2 separate regions of the Rattus norvegicus genome follow, and region 1 is linked to region 2. Evidence: chromatin contacts called from public Hi-C data. All regions are on one chromosome and are shown on one strand. Each heading gives the region's core, a stretch centred on a gene start, on an enhancer-like site or on the middle of the called end of the contact. The rest is flanking DNA. Distances are from core to core; before and after follow the strand shown. Region 1 overlaps Cpq (carboxypeptidase Q). Region 2 holds the start of Sdc2 (syndecan 2).

Region 1 (3,187 bases), core at 529-3,028, 350 kb after region 2:
GGGAGTGATCATGAAGTTTGCATGATGCATGTGCCTTTGATCTTGAACAAAGAAGCCGGATTAGAGTATCAGAAACCTTAACTATAGTCCATAATCACTAAAAATAGGACTTTGTGGTATATTACTTCAAGTTGGAAATTTTTTCATTTATTCTTAGGTGGACAGGACATAGATTGTTTGGAGGTTGAAATATGCTTTGCCGTAGGAAGCTGGAAGTGAGTGTTTCTTTCATTCCTGCATTATATGTAGCTGAAGATATAATAGCAAGAAGTCAGCATGGGAGACACAGGATGACAGACATGAAGCTTCATTTCCTGGGGACTTTTTGGACCAGACCATAGACACACTGTTGTGTGTTTGGTCTAATGATGCTTATATCATGTTAATTTGGAGCCCCAAAATTTCACAAGAACTCACATGTCTGCATGTAAGACACTGAGGGAACTCTGCCCTCAGTTAAAAGCTAGTTGATATTTCTATTGCTACTAGACAAACTCTATTGCTGTTAAAGTTTGTCTTCCTGGGAAATTGTACAGCTATTGCCCCTTTGGTTATACACACTGATAACCCTCTACAATCAAAAGGAAGAGGTGTTTTGCTTCATTTTATATTACAATTAAGTAACCTTTATAACCCTTGAGGACGTCTGGGCTTCTGGCCATATTCTTGGAGGATTCTAGAATTTTCCTCCCACCCTGACTCCCAGTACCATGCTAGTGTGATTCCAGTGAATCTCTAGTGCCTTCCCAACTGCTTTTCTTTATAGCTCGGTGAATACCCCATCTTAGATTTCATGCTCTGCCACTTGTAATGACTGCTCATAATAAAACCAAGATATGACCAGCAGTTTTTAAAAGGTTGGAATCTTCCCAGGATGTGCAATGTGTCTTCCACAAGGGGACAGCTGTGATGAGAATGAGGGGGCTTACTACCTCTTTTTCCATGGATATAAAACTTTGTTATGGTAAACTAACCCTGTGATATCATATAAACTGCTGGCATTCTTGGTTATTTTAATGACCACTCCTTATTGCCTAATACTAAGCATTACCATCTGTCCCGTTCTTAATTATAAATGCAGCAAGAATTCACAATTACATCAGCAACAGTGGGAATAAAATGGATCTTGAGGCCTGTGCTTGCCACAAGGCAGCCCTCCTCTGATTTTTTCCTTCCACCGGAGGCACTGGTTAGAGAGGAGAATCTCTCGTCCTCTTCTCAGTATACTACAGTCAGAGGATCATAAACACTTCTTAGTGAGATGGAGAGCTGTGTATTTTCTGTCTTCAGAGCTAGGGAGTGTGTGGGCAGTTCTTTCTCACACTATTGGAAGTAGACGATGTGATCATCCTGCTGTTATTGGCCAGTGTTTTTGTGAAAAGAGAGGTTGTTGTAATAACCTAATGCTATGAATCACATCCATTCCCCAGAGAAGGGGTGGGGGTGGAGAAGCTTTTGTCATTAGACTGCCTTGTCAATGGGAAGAAAATAAAGAACTATTTCTGGAGAAAAATTATGTAGAAATTGAAGACATAGTCACATCAGATTACTTAGGCTTTTTTAAGGTGGAAAATTTAATTAAATTATATGATTTATAAAATTACAACTCTTTAAAACTATCTCCTACAACAACACAATTGCTCTCTTTTCCGTCTACAGTGCTTGATCGAGCTGCTCATGGTGCTGGAAGTGAGCAGAACAGGGTATCCTCTGAGCCACTCTGGTGTGCTTGGAGTCCTCATGACTTTCAGCGCCTCGGTCGTCTCCCACTCTGGTATTGGGTAGCAGGGAGATTCTTGTGGAGTTTGCTATTTGGATTAATAGAGATATGTGAACCCAAGCCTCTCTGTGTGTTTCTCTGTGTCTCTGGGTCTCTGTGTCTCTCTGTCTTTCACTCTCTCTGTCTCTCTGTCTCTGTCTCTGCCCCCTGCCCCCCTTGTGTGTGTGTGTGTGTGTGTGTTCATGATATATGAAAAAAAGCTATTCTACAAAGGCTTAGTGCTTTGCCCCATGTCTTATTATACTCATTCATGGTGGACCTGTAATTAGAAGTCATGTTTTCCAAGACTGTTCCTTCCATGTCGCATCTAGACACTTTGTTAACATTTTTCCATTCTTAAGAATGGAAAATTTACTTTCGCAAAGAATAACTATAATAATGACCGTTTGTATGCTAGGGTATTTTATGTTTTTTTTCAGAAATCTTCAAAGTACTTTTAATACATGTATTTCCATTCAACATCATGAAACAGTGTTGTCATCTTATCCTTACTTTCAACCTACAGCTGAGGAAGTAGAAACTCTGAAAGGCCAGGTTTCTTGTTAACATCTTGCTGAAAGCCTAAACCAGGTCTGTCAGACTCAAAGCTTGTGGACTTTAGGTGTTTCTGAGAGGACTGTCAATTTTATATGACTGCACATAGGACATGACTGAAAGATAAAACAACACCAATACACATCATTTAATAACTGTGGTTGAGACATTTGTAGTGTCATGTGTGTGTGCGCATGTCTGTTTGTCTGTCTGTCTGTCTGTATGTATGTATATATGTATGTCTCTTTGTCTGTGTGCTTATGTACCTACATGCCACAATACACTTATGGAGGTCAGACACAGCTTACTGAAGTCATTTTTCTTCTTTGACCATGTGAACCCTAGCTACAGAAATCAGGTCATCAGGCTTGGTGGAAAGGTCCCTTTACCTGCTGAGCCATCTTGCTAGGTCAAGAATTGTTTTAGGATGAGGTAACCAAAGCATTTTTCTTTACTTATGTCAATATTTCTGTACTTTGTGTGCATTTAGTCCCATGGGTAAGAAACAAAAAGCATGAGGCTGCTGGTTGGTAATGAGAATAGTTACAAAACAAAACAAAAACAGAACAAACCATATCAGACAACATCTACAAAAGCTCTTCTGTCCACATGACAATAAGTAGCTCATTAATGAAGAGACGTCTACATTTCGCTGTCAAAGTTCAGTTCCAGACCAGTAAGGGTCAAGCTGGTGCACGTTCTCAGTGAAGGCCTGAGAACTCAAAGGTTGGCAAAAAGAGAGAAACCTGAGTCCCAAGTTTGTCTCTTCCTACCATTACTCTCCTCCAGGTGGGAAGTTCCTTCTGCACTCAGCTGGCCTCTGGGCTCCTATTCATTTCCATTCTATTCTATTCTATTCATTTCCAGTGTGGT
Region 2 (3,109 bases), core at 415-2,914:
TTCAGTCTTGGAGTAAGCTTTTACACAAGTATATCTTCCAGCTCCTTGACTTATAGCTTTTTGAATGCAGTGCTAATTTTCTTGTAAAACATCAGAATCTTCCACTTACCATGATATTCTTCAACCACCACGTTATGGCCTTACAAATATGTCCATAGTTGAATCTTTCAGAAGCTAAGCTCACTCTTTTATTTTCCCAAGTCTCCTTTTTTGGCTGCCAGTGCCTTAGGCTGCTCATAAGAACCAGAAAGTTGGAAGTTATATCTGAACCAGAGTTGATGTTTTAACTTAAAGTTATGATTCTCCTGCTAATTTTTTTTGAGACTTGTAACAGTGATTTATCATTAAAACATTGTAATAGTCACTTAGGATGTGACTACAGTTTATGACTATGGCCTCATGTCTGTCTGTCTTGTCTCTCTCTCTCTCTCTCTCTCTCTGTGTGTGTGTGTGTGTGTGTGTGTGTGTGTGTGTGTGTGTGTTAAAGGTACAGAGCTTTTATATGGTATGGCTTGAGATTTGGAGTAGCATTTGCCTACAACATAGTTATGTATTTTTTAACACATCCCACATGATAATAAAATAGTGACTAATACTGAAAAGTCCCCGTCCTTTATAAATGGGCATTACAGAAGAAAATGGATCCACAATTCATTCAGTTCCTAAACCCAACAGGAAAACAGCGGCGGGCATTAGAAGGGTATGCGCCTGCCTGGTTCTGTAGCACCACACAGCACTGACCTTTATGCAAGAGATACACAGTCATTGTTTTCTTAAAGCCAGAAACGACTTTCCCCTTCTCTGAACTTTTATTTCATTTGCTATTATCTACAATCTCTAATTTTTCATCCCTATTTGTTGTTTCCAAATGTAAACAGTTTTACATTTTCCAAATGTAAAAATGTGGAAATTGACCTTAGATAATGCCTGAGGCAGGGTGTGTGTGTGTGTGTGTGTGTGTGTGTGTGTGTGTGTGTGTGTGTATGCGGGAAGGGTCTGAGGAGAATCTTAACAGAAACTTGCTACAGTCAGCTTCAGTCTTTTCTGAATTGCAATCTTTTGACCTGGTGACCTATGGGCACTGTAAGCGCTTGAAGGGGATCTATAAACTTTCTCATTTTTCTCGTGACCCAATCCTCACAAGTCAGTAAGTCCGTCAAACCTTCGCCGATTTTTCTTTAGAAAATTAAAACGAAGAAAGGGAGAAGGAAAGGGAAAGGGAGAGAGAAAAGTGGTGGGAAGAGGAGAGGGCATTGAGAAGGGGAAAGAGAGACAGACGATGAAAGAGCACTAAGGTTTGCAGAGGCACGTTCCCGGGGCAGCCACAGTGCGGAGCTGCGGGCGCCCACTGGCTCTGGGAATTGCCAATCACAGAGTAATCCCGGCAGAATTTCTCCCGGGTTTATCATGGAGTCCTGGCAACCTCCTTTCCCCCAGTCGCCCGGAGGAACCCTGAGCTGCTTGCTAGGAAAGGAAGAAAGGTGGGGGCGGTAGAGGCGGAGGCGGAGCAGGACCAGGGAGAGGACGCGGAGGGGGGTGGTGTGGGATCGAGGGGAGGACCTGGGAGGCGGCGGCGGCGCGCAGAAGGAGGGGCGCTGCAGCCAAGCCACCAGCCCAGCGGCTGTACTCCAGATACTCCTGGAGCTCGGGCCCCGCGGATCGCGCGTCCCCTCCGTTCTGCATCCCCAAACTTCAGCCGCAGCTCTGTTTCAACCCATCGGCTGCTTGCTTCAAATCAGACAGCACCGCGACCCAGACACCCGAGTCCGCGGAGTGAAAGCACAACGCCGAGTAGGACCAGACCAGGAAAATAGACTCGTGAAGCAGCAACTCTGGATTGGGAGGGCAGAAGCCAACAAGTGAGAAGGCGCGGCGTTTCCGGGGCGCTGTGCGAAAGCTAGAGCAGGCGCCAGAGAAGACAGCTCGAGCTCAGAACCCGAGACCAAGCCTCTCTCCCGGAGGCAGCTCAGCTCCTATCTTCTCTAGGCCCGCTGCAGCGTGCGCTGGGCTTCGTTTTATGCGGGTACGAGCCACGTCCCCGGGGAATATGCAGCGTGCGTGGATCCTGCTCACCTTGGGCTTGATGGCCTGTGTGTCGGCAGAGACGGTGAGTGGGCCCAGCCTGGGACGTGCGCTGTTATGGGTGTCCAGGCAACTAGAGGAGCCAGTGGGTAATTGGGGAGCGCCACCTGGGGGATCCGCCACCCCTGAACGTGGGGCTACTTAGATGTACTGAGACAAATGAGCTTGTTTTTCCACCACTTGCCCCTGGTCCCTTCTTTTCTCAGCACAGTTGAACTGCTACAGGGGGTTACCTACCCTATGTCTTCGGGGATGGGGGCACAAGACTTGGAGTTTGCTGACCCCAAAGGCCCCTAAAGTCACTCCCAACTTTCTGCCTTTGGGGGATTTCGTGGTGTGGTCCAGGAAGGACAGAGGGCTAAGAGCTGGTTACTAGAGCACCACTAAGGGTTAGAAAAGGAGCCGGTAAGCTCTGCGCGCTGGACAAGCCCCAGGGATGAGTTGGAACTTTGGGGAGGATCTGTTCCTCTAGACACCATCCTCCCTACTTCAGGCTTTCAGCTTGTCTGAAGGCAAGTTTAGGGAGATAGGACTCATATTAAAGAAACCGAGAGTATCTGGAGAGGAAGTTTCTAAAAGTTTATTTGTTTAATGCTCCATGTTGCTGTGGCAAGGCACCCACACTATGTGGAGAAGCAGTCGGTGGTCTATACGGAGGCTGCTGGCCGCGTGGAGCTTTTTGGAATAGGCCTGGGCTCTCTGGCCTCTGCGATCTTCCACTAACCCTCCTCGTGGAGTGAAGCCGGGGGCTGTAGTAGAGAGAGGAAATCTTAATCCGGGTGGCTTTGGAATGTCGCAAGATGGAAAGATGAGGGTGCTTGTGACTTACTTGGCTTTGGTCTCTGACTGCTGGGGGATGAATACCTCTTTCCTGCCACCCTCATGATTCCTGTGAGACTATCTTCTTCCACTACCAGCTTCTTTCCTTCTCGGTGGCGGTGGGAACTTGATTTCTGATCCGGATTGTGTTTCTGGGGTTGGAGTTGATTTCTCTGCGTTGCCCAATGAAAGCACTCCTGGGCTCTCA

The links. A called contact is a pair of places that touch in the nucleus more often than the background predicts.
Region 1: a Hi-C map of the Rat2 cell line shows a contact between it and region 2, with 5 times the contacts expected there. The contact joins the enhancer-like site here to the promoter of Sdc2 in region 2. A contact is called at or near these places in 2 of 12 Hi-C or Micro-C datasets (the Rat2 cell line and Schwann cells) and 1 of 1 datasets of contacts at active chromatin or transcription factors (oligodendrocytes).

The regions. Positions count from the first base shown.
Region 1 is chr7:66,357,348-66,360,534 of GRCr8, forward strand. All of the region lies in intron 5 of Cpq (carboxypeptidase Q), which reads left to right. Among named protein-coding and RNA genes, the nearest start is that of Cpq, 210 kb to the left of the region's middle. Within about 2 kb of position 1,779, at least 13 of the 93 cell types and tissues checked have an H3K27ac peak or open chromatin away from gene starts, as enhancers often do.
Region 2 is chr7:66,010,741-66,013,849 of GRCr8, forward strand. Sdc2 (syndecan 2) reads left to right here and starts at 1,665. Exons shown (of 5, transcript NM_013082.4): 1 at 1,665-2,107. The coding sequence starts at 2,018.